Linked DNA regions of Cricetulus griseus: region 2 is linked to region 1. The links are chromatin contacts, called in public Hi-C maps. All regions are on one chromosome and are shown on one strand. Each heading gives the region's core, a stretch centred on a gene start, on an enhancer-like site or on the middle of the called end of the contact. The rest is flanking DNA. Distances are from core to core; before and after follow the strand shown. Region 1 holds the start of Lpin3 (phosphatidate phosphatase LPIN3). Region 2 overlaps Zhx3 (zinc fingers and homeoboxes protein 3).

Region 1 (4,248 bases), core at 1,033-3,532:
AGAGACCCAAGGTGTGTTGGGCCTTTCCATCCCTTAGATTAAGAGAGCCTCTACCCTCTAAGGCATCTACAGAGATTCAACTCCCAATTACATTCACCAGCAGCTAAGAGGTTTCAAAGCCCAGCCCATGCTCTGGGTGCAAGGCCTGCTCTTCCAGGGCTAGCTGAGGGGAAAGGTCTAGGAAGCAGTTTCTCTGGCCCCACCCCTTCTGGGCTCTTGCCAAAGAAAAGCCTTTGGTGCCAGCTGAGGACTGACTGGCATGGCCATGCTGCCTGGCAGTGTCCAGGCTCCAACTGCCTTTCTCAGGAAAGACGTCAGATGGCTGAGCCTTTTCGGAATTTGACGGTAATTTCTGACTGAAAGTGGAAAACCAAAAGGCCACTGTGTAAAGTGAAGCTCTCTGTGTCTTAAAAGAAAATTCTCCAGCAGAGTGGGGATACAACTGTTGGGAGAGTGCTTGTTTAGTGTGTAAAAGACCCTGGGTTCAAACCCCAACAATCTACAAAACTGAGCAAGGTAGAGCAGGAGGATCAAAAATTCAAGGCCAACAACAACAACCACAACAACAAACCAAGGTCCTCCCCAGCTACTAAGTATGTGAGTCAAGCTTGGGAGACTTTTTTTTTTTTTTTTTTTTTTTGAGACAGGGTCAGGAGCTTTGTAGATCAAGCTGACCTTGAACTCACAGAGACCCACCTGCCTGTGCTCCCACAGTGCTAGGATTAAAGATGTGTGCCACCATGCCTGGCCTGAGACTATGTATTAAAAAAAAAAAGATTCTTCACAGACTAGAGAGATGGCTCAGCCATTAAGAATGTTTACTGCTCTTCCAGAGGACCTGGGTTCAGTTCCCAGCACCCAGCACCCATATGGCAGAAGTAACTCCAGATTCAGAAGATCACACGCCCTCATCTGGCCTCTGTGGGCACTGCATATATGTGGAGCACATATAGTCACACAAGCTCACACAAATACACATAAATAATAAATAAATGAAATTTTAAAAAATCCTTCAAGACTCACCAACCTCCCAACACAAAAAGTCTCCACACACCAAACTCTACAAGGCAGAAGAGCTGAACATCCGTGACTTCACAGGCTGTTTCTGCCACATGACTCCCAGCTCATGGCACTGGTGCTTCCTCCATCAAGAGAGTGAACTTTCTGTTGGTACTCACGGGGCTTTCTCACCAATATCACAACTACTCGAAGGTCACCTCAGTAGAGCCTCCTCTGCCTCTCCCAAATTATATCCCTTCTCTGTTCTTTCCCAGCATCCAGAATCTCTTCCATGGGTCTGGGGAGATGGCTTAGTAGGTCATGTGCTTGTTTTGCCCCGACCCTCGTGTGAAAGCTGGATGTAGAAGCAGTATGTGTCTATAGCTCTGGTTACAGAGCAGCTGTGTGTTGGGGGAAGGGATACAGGGACAGCAGTAGTGGGTATAGACACGGGAGAATCCCAGGGGCTCTCTGGCCAATCAATATAGCTTAAATAGCTCTAGGTTCAGTAGAGACACTGTCTCCAAAAAGTAAAATGAAGAGCAATGGAGGAAGACGATGGCTTCTACATATGCAAACAAGTGAGCACACCAACACGGAACTCATCCCGGTGAGTATGCATGCCTGCACACACGCGGATCACTCCTCCACATGCTATTGTAACTTCTTGATGATAGCTGGTGTTTGTCTCCCTCCACAGGAACATGGCCCCTGGGAGGACAAGATGTTTGGTCTGTCTTCACTAATCTATCTTAAGATCAGGGTCTGGCACACACTAGGCCTCCAGTAAAAATCAGTGAACCTGGAATCACACCTTCAATTGTCCTGCCTCCATCCCAGACTCAGTTCCCCTTGTATTTGCCACTGGCTTCTTTACCCAGGACACTGGAACCTACCCCAGGGAGCAAGACTTGTCAGGTATCTGCCTGCCTCAGGGCCTTGAGAGGATGCCGGTTGTTTGACCTTGTGTCCCTGCCAAGTTGCCAGCGTGTGTGAAATGATAAATTCCAGCCTATTGTTATTATTGATTTTGAGGGCTATGCTAAGAGGGTAAAAGAACAGCAGACAGGTGGGGAGAGTTGGGAGTCAGAGTGGGGAGAAAAATGCACTCACAGCCTTCCTGAGATCCCGCTCTGTGGCTTCCTAGCAGAGCTCAGAGCAGCAGCCAGCAGCAAACCAGGGCTATGTGCCACGTATCATGAGCATGAGCCACGTGGCAGAAACAGGCCTGTTGAATCATAGAACGCTCGCTCGGCTTCTACTGGCTTGTAGAGTTTGGTGTGTGGAGTATTTTTGCTTTTTACAGTCCAGCTGTCTGTAATGATTTCCTTCCGTGGCCTTGTTCACTAAAGTGTCCCTGAGTAACTAGCTGAGTCACTGCATTCCTTGCTGTTTAGGACACTGGCCCAAGCACCAAGGACCAGTTCTTTCATGGACGTGGGACCTTTGTGGGCTCCAAAGAGTGCCCAGGGAAGACAGAACAAAGAACTCCCATCTCTAACTTGCACCTTTCCCCAGAAATATAATTTAGAAAACAAGTAAAAATAAAAATGAAAATCCATTTGTTAAATCACCAGGGAATGGCCACAGCCTGAAGAATTGTTTGTCAGTGATCATAAGGCCAGTGCCAAATTGGAATGGGTGGGACTTACTAGAAACCAAGGTCCATCTCTTAGTTGCAGTATGAAGGCCTGAAATCCAAATATAGAGAACTAACTCTCCAGCCACATAGTGGGAACTGTCAACCGGTTTGGCCCTCTGTAGTAGAAGAGCCAGTTCTTGGTAAAAACTCAGATATGCACATGGCCCATAGTGCAGCGTTTTCACTGCTGGGGTGGTCTCTGAGAAAGTTTACTCAGATCTGTAAAAATAAAAGGAGATTATTTGTTATAGTGTTGGAGATAGGTAGGGGATTTGGAGCAAAAGAAGCCCTAGGGACTGAGTAAACAAAATATTGTTGATGTATGTTGTTGCTTTAATTGTCAATTTGACACAGCTTAGAATCCCCTGGGAAGAAGAGTCTTAATGAGGGATTGTGTACATTGGGCATATCTGTGGGTATTGTCTTGCCTACTTGATGTAGGAAGACCCAGCCTACTATGAGTGGCACCATTCCCTAGGAAGAAGGTCCTGAACTGTGGGGAAATCTAGCCAAGCACAAGCAAGTACATAGGCATTAAATGTGCTGATTTCTTTTTGCCATTGACTGGATGTGGTATGACTATTTGACTAGCTGCCTTGACTTTCCCATGATAGGCTGTACCCTGAAATTATATGTAGGGGGAAAAAACTCCTTTCTTCCCTAGGTTTCTTTTGATCAGGATATTTTATCACAGCAACAGAAATGAAACTAAAACATGTGCCTTGAAATTCTGCATAGTAGTAAAAACAAACAAACAAACAAACAACCCCCCCAGAGCCCCGTAGATGAGCTGTAGTATAGCAGCATGCATGGAGCTTACAAAGTTAAAGTGGGAAAAGGGTAAAAGAGATTTTAAAATAATATTCCTTTTTTTACATTATTATATTTACATTATTTTTTTTTACAAATTTATTTTAATGCCATGTCAATTCAAAAACTGTTTAAGTTAGTGGGAGCCTTGGTTCCCTGGGACAGCATGCCAGATGTACAAATTGTAACCTTTCTCTACAAACCCCCAGGAGTATCCAAGTCCACAGTCTGAAAGTCAGTTCTCTTCAGTCTACTCCTTGGGTTCCTGGTTTTTCTTTCTTGGGAGGGAACTCAAAATATTTCAAACAGGAAGCTGGGCGTGGTGGCACACTCCTTTGATTCCAGGGCTCATGAAGCAGAGGCAGGTGGATCTCTGACTTTGAGGCCAGCCTGGTTTACATAGTTCCAGGACAGCCAGAGCTACATAGTGAGACTCTGTCTCAAACCAAAAAAAGGAAGAAAAAAAAATCAAATCTGGAACAAAAAACTCACAGTGGGATTTTCAATGTAGGTTCTAAGGTGGACCCTGAGAAAAACCCACTGGTTTGGGGGGGAGGGGAGGCAGAAGGTATGTGGTATGACTATTTGACTAGCTGCCTTGACTTTCCCATGATAGGCTGTACCCTGAAATTATATGTTTTAGGGGGAAAAAACTCCTTTCTTCCCTAGGTTTCTTTTGGTCAGGATATTTTATCACAGCATGGTGGGGATGATGACTGCTTTACAAGTGAAAATAAACAGGTAGATGCAGGGACTCTGCAAAACAAAAATGACTAATGAGAGATAAGAATCTTTTA
Region 2 (4,248 bases), core at 979-3,478, 150 kb after region 1:
TGGCCTTGGTTATGGCCTGCCAGGAAGCTTAGCAGCACTCTCCAGCCCCTGATGGCTCTCAGAGAGTTGACTTATTCTGTCAGTAGCTATGCTCCACCTGTACCCCATTCTCCCTGCTAGCCCTAGTTCGCCGGCCACAGAGTTGCCTTGTGTGGAGAGTGGGAGGCAGCCTTTCTGGTTAGTCTCTTGTGTTCCTGCCTTTCATCTTCCTTGTCTCTGTATGGACCAAAACCCTCAGTTTCACTACCACAGCCCAAGTGCATAAAAGGCGCTTCCTGGGAAACCAGCCAAGAAGAAAATCCTAAAACAAAACTTAGAATTTGTGTCTTTCCTAAAGCCCCCACCCTTTCCCTGCTGTTCCCCAGGGAAGAATGTTGGTTCCACCCACTTTTGCAGAGGAATTTGTATCACATTCACTTGCAAAGTTCAACTGTCTGTAGGAGTCTTCTAGATATATGAAGGTCTTTGGTTAGGTCATCCTGGCCAAGGTTTGGCAGGCTGCCTGGTTTTCCTTACTCCAGACTGAAACCCCCTCATCAGCATCCTTGACTTAGCCTCCCCTTCTTTTTCTCAAGAGCTAGCTCACTGCTCACCACCATCTGCCCAGACCATTAGGGGGTGATTTCCATGTGTTCTAGCACTGGAGCCTAAAGGGCTTCTCTAAGCATAGGCATTTCTGAGACTTCAATCTGCATTATCCACACTGCAGTTTGCTCTACTCTGGTTCAGTGGAGCAGGTAAATGACTGAGCTGTATATTGCAGGGCTAATGAGGCTGTTGGGAGTCTTCAGTGGAATGTCTGGGCTTGGTATTGACTGAGTAATATGACAGAACTGATTATACTGCTTGCTGTTTCAACTGCTACCAGTTTTATTAGCTAGAAATCCAAATGGAACTGAGTCCTCAGAATGCATTTTTGCAGGAGTTTGTGTTCCTAGTGCCTGGCCACTAAGGGTAGCTGCATGGAGTGGCAAGCCCAGGTGCACTCAGCCCAGAACCTGCACGTGGTCAGGAAGCTCACAGGGTGTATGGTGTTAGGACTGAGAACCTGCTTTGGGGTCTGAATGTTTGTCAACACTAGCCAGCAATTTTATGGACTTAGCCTTTCAGACCTGAAAAACAGTGCAGGTTCTTCTGAGTCAGGGTCTAGCAGGAGCACCTCTTCCCAAGTCAACTGAAGTCTGGAGCAATGTGGGAATCCAGAGGTTGGGAATGAGACCAAGGCAGATCCTGGCTGCCAAAGGACAGAAGTAGGTACCTGCTTCCTTTTTCAGAGTTGTGATTTGCAGGGCTGAATGGATTTAGTGTAGTTACTACTCGAATGTCTCTGCCCTCCTTGCGCTAGACATTGCTCCTACTCTGGTAGGAACCAGGCAGAGCAGAGGGAGAACAGCTATTTGGCAGGGACTGTTTGCTGCATGGTATCTTCCTGCTGTTTACAAGGGTGGGCAGATGGCAAGTCAGGACACCCGAGAGTGACCTGCACATTTACCTGCTATCAGTGCCTCTTTTGTCAAGAGATTGGTGTACTGTGCACATAGATGGGCACCTGTGTGTTAATAGCTTTTCTTGGTCAATGCCTTTTGACTTGTATTTCCTTCTACAGAAGGTGGGTCATTTCAGAATTACTCTGTACATCTGGAGTTGAAGGTAAAATGTCTATGATAAAGCCTGCTCAGACACTGAATATAGAAAGAATTGCCAGTGCTCAATCCTTCTCAAGCAAGTCCCAGAAGCAACACTGTACATCCGGCGAAAGTCTGTAATAATGTGGTCCCCTCTAACCTGCAGTTTGTGCTTAGAGAGGCTTTGTTCTTGTAGCTTCTTTGGCTCAGGGTTAGGGCCCCAAGTGAGGCAATTGGCTGCAGTGAGAGCCAGCCTCCATTCCTTAGCAGGGTTCCAGCATGTGTTGGGTTGCTCCTTTTGAAACTGGGTGGGCCAAGGGCAGCAGTGGTCACTAGGGCAGTGATCTCTCTCCCATGCTTCTAAGTAGCCTGCTTTGTTCAGCTTTGCCAGGAAGGTCAGACTGTGTCATAATGTTATTAAACAGAGTAAACGGGCCAACCTTTCTCTGGCCCCTGCTGACTATTGTTCTTTGAGTTGTCTTGACACAGCCCTTGGGGAGTTGGGAAGGCTGCCAAGGGCCTGCAGAGTCCTTGCTGATAATGTCCTGGGGTTCCTAGTCCTCAAGAACCTACTTTCTGTTTTGATCTCAGTATGGACGGCTTTGTTCTCAGGGGCCAGACTGCTGAGCCGTGTGACGGGGGACAACTTGAACAGTCTGCTTTTGACGTGCTTCCTGTCTCCCAGGAACAGTTTCAGTGACTATCCTGGTGCTAAGTGAGGGGCAGCTGTCCTGTGTAATGGCAGGGTGTCACCTGCTACTGTGACCAGCTATGAGAGCAAAGTGAGAAATAGCTTATTCTGTCACATGGGCCTTTGTGGAGTGGGAATTTTTTGTGTGACCCTGGCTGGCCTGAAACTCACTTTATAGACCTGGCTGGCCTCAAACTTGAACACTCTTCCTGCCTCTGCCTCTGCCTCCCAAGCACTGAGGTACAGGTAGCATGGGCCACACTTGGCTGGAGTGTGGGAATGAATCCTTTACCCAGGAAACACCTGAATAGAAGCCGGCCTTTGCCTTTGGTGTAGGCTGTGTGGTGGAAGGTGTGTAGCTGGCCTCCTGGGACTGAGTCTCTGGGCCTCCTAAGGTCCCCCATGGGGATGCTGCTATTTCTAAGATGCAAATTGCACATTTCCTAGATTTTGTATCTGCAAATTTGGGTAAAGGGATGGGATGAGGGACAAAATTGCTTATGTAGTTTGAATGGGCCTCAGTGGTACTTCCAATCTTTTGACTGTTCCTAAATAAAACTGTACAGACATTTCTAATCTGCTGACTGTGTGTGTGTATGTGTGTGTGTGTGTGTGTGTGTGTGTGTGTATGTGTGGTGGTGGTGATTAATAAAAAGCTAAAAACCCTTATATTTACTTATTTATTTATGCAAGTCTGACCTTAAAATTGATAAATATTGGGACTTCCCTCAGCACCCCAGGGAAACATTCCAATTCACTTGTCTTCTGCGAGCTCACTGTATAGCTTCCATGTGAAACGACTGTGGAGTTTTAAAATTGTGCTGAGTCAAACAAGTCTAATCTTAGAGCCATAGGACATGGGCAGGTTTTTTTGTGTTCTTTTCTTTTTCTGGTGAAAATTGTCAGTAGGACATGCTGTTTGGTAAGGTGGGCTTGCCACTATGCAGGAAGACCCAGGAGCCTTCTAGAAGACCAGGGTCAAACCCACACCTCTAAGATGTAAGGCAACTGAAGTTTGTTGGGATGACCACACTGGCCTAACATATCCCAAAATAAACCCACCTGGGAAAGAACAAGGGTATCAGTTAAACAGCATCAGGGTCTACTGTTTCACAAGGCCAGCTTGGGTCCTAAAGGAGTTGCTTTGTGTTGGATCTAAAGGCCAGGTCACTGGACTGACTAAACTAGTGTAATATCATGGTGCGATCTCAAGTCCTGGGTGGAGACAGCAGCAGCAGCCAGCTGGGAGTGCACTATTCCTAAGAAACAGGCTGGCCCATGGGTATACATCCTCTGGGGAAGCCTCTAAGGGCCATATCCAATTCATTAAAATGCTTGGAGGTCTGGGCTTGCTTTGGTCACTAAGTTAGTTTGGTAAGGTAACTTCACACCTACTCCCCACCCCTCAATACATCTGATATGGTCAGAGGTAAAAGACAAGTTGAATGACAAGTGGCTGTCTAGTCCCAGTCCTCAGCTGAAGTTCAGGGTGAGTCTGGCCACAAGTGACAACCCCCCACCCCCATTCTAAAGGCACGGCTACCTGTAAATGAATTTTCTTAGTAAAGGTTACAAACTGTTTCTGCCTCCTAACCCCAGGGTTTTCAGTGCTGTGGCGGAGGCAGAATGTCCCTGAACTTGTAAGGCAATGATCTCTTGGTAAGTGTTCCCTGGTGATCCCTCTTTACCTGTCACTGTCCTGCTAGCCAAACACAAGGACTCTTGGCTTTGTTCCTGGTACCACTGACTTCCTATTCACTCGTTTGATTTCCTCTGCCCAAGCCAGTGGTTTCCAACCTGACCACTATTTTCATGCGCCAAGGAGCTGGTGAATATCCATACAAGTCCAGTGTCAGTATTTCTCAGATGTACCCAAGCATGTATTTAAGCACTGCATGGATTAGATGAGTCTCTATGGGTCATAAACCACTG

What was found. Hi-C and Micro-C count contacts between places; a contact is called where the count stands out from the background.
Region 2: a contact with region 1 is called in a Hi-C map of liver, with 2.3 times the contacts expected there. The contact joins the enhancer-like site here to the promoter of Lpin3 in region 1. A contact is called at or near these places in 2 of 8 Hi-C or Micro-C datasets (the CHO-K1 cell line and liver).

Annotation. Positions count from the first base shown.
Region 1 is chr6:18,592,371-18,596,618 of CriGri-PICRH-1.0, forward strand. It overlaps Lpin3 (phosphatidate phosphatase LPIN3), which reads right to left and starts at 2,283. Exons shown (of 22, transcript XM_035446544.1): 1 at 2,113-2,283.
Region 2 is chr6:18,744,238-18,748,485 of CriGri-PICRH-1.0, forward strand. Zhx3 (zinc fingers and homeoboxes protein 3) reads left to right here. Exons shown (of 5, transcript XR_004770600.1): 5 at 1,607-2,892. Among named protein-coding and RNA genes, the nearest start is that of Plcg1, 34 kb to the right of the region's middle. Within about 2 kb of position 2,229, at least 1 of the 6 cell types and tissues checked has open chromatin away from gene starts, as enhancers often do.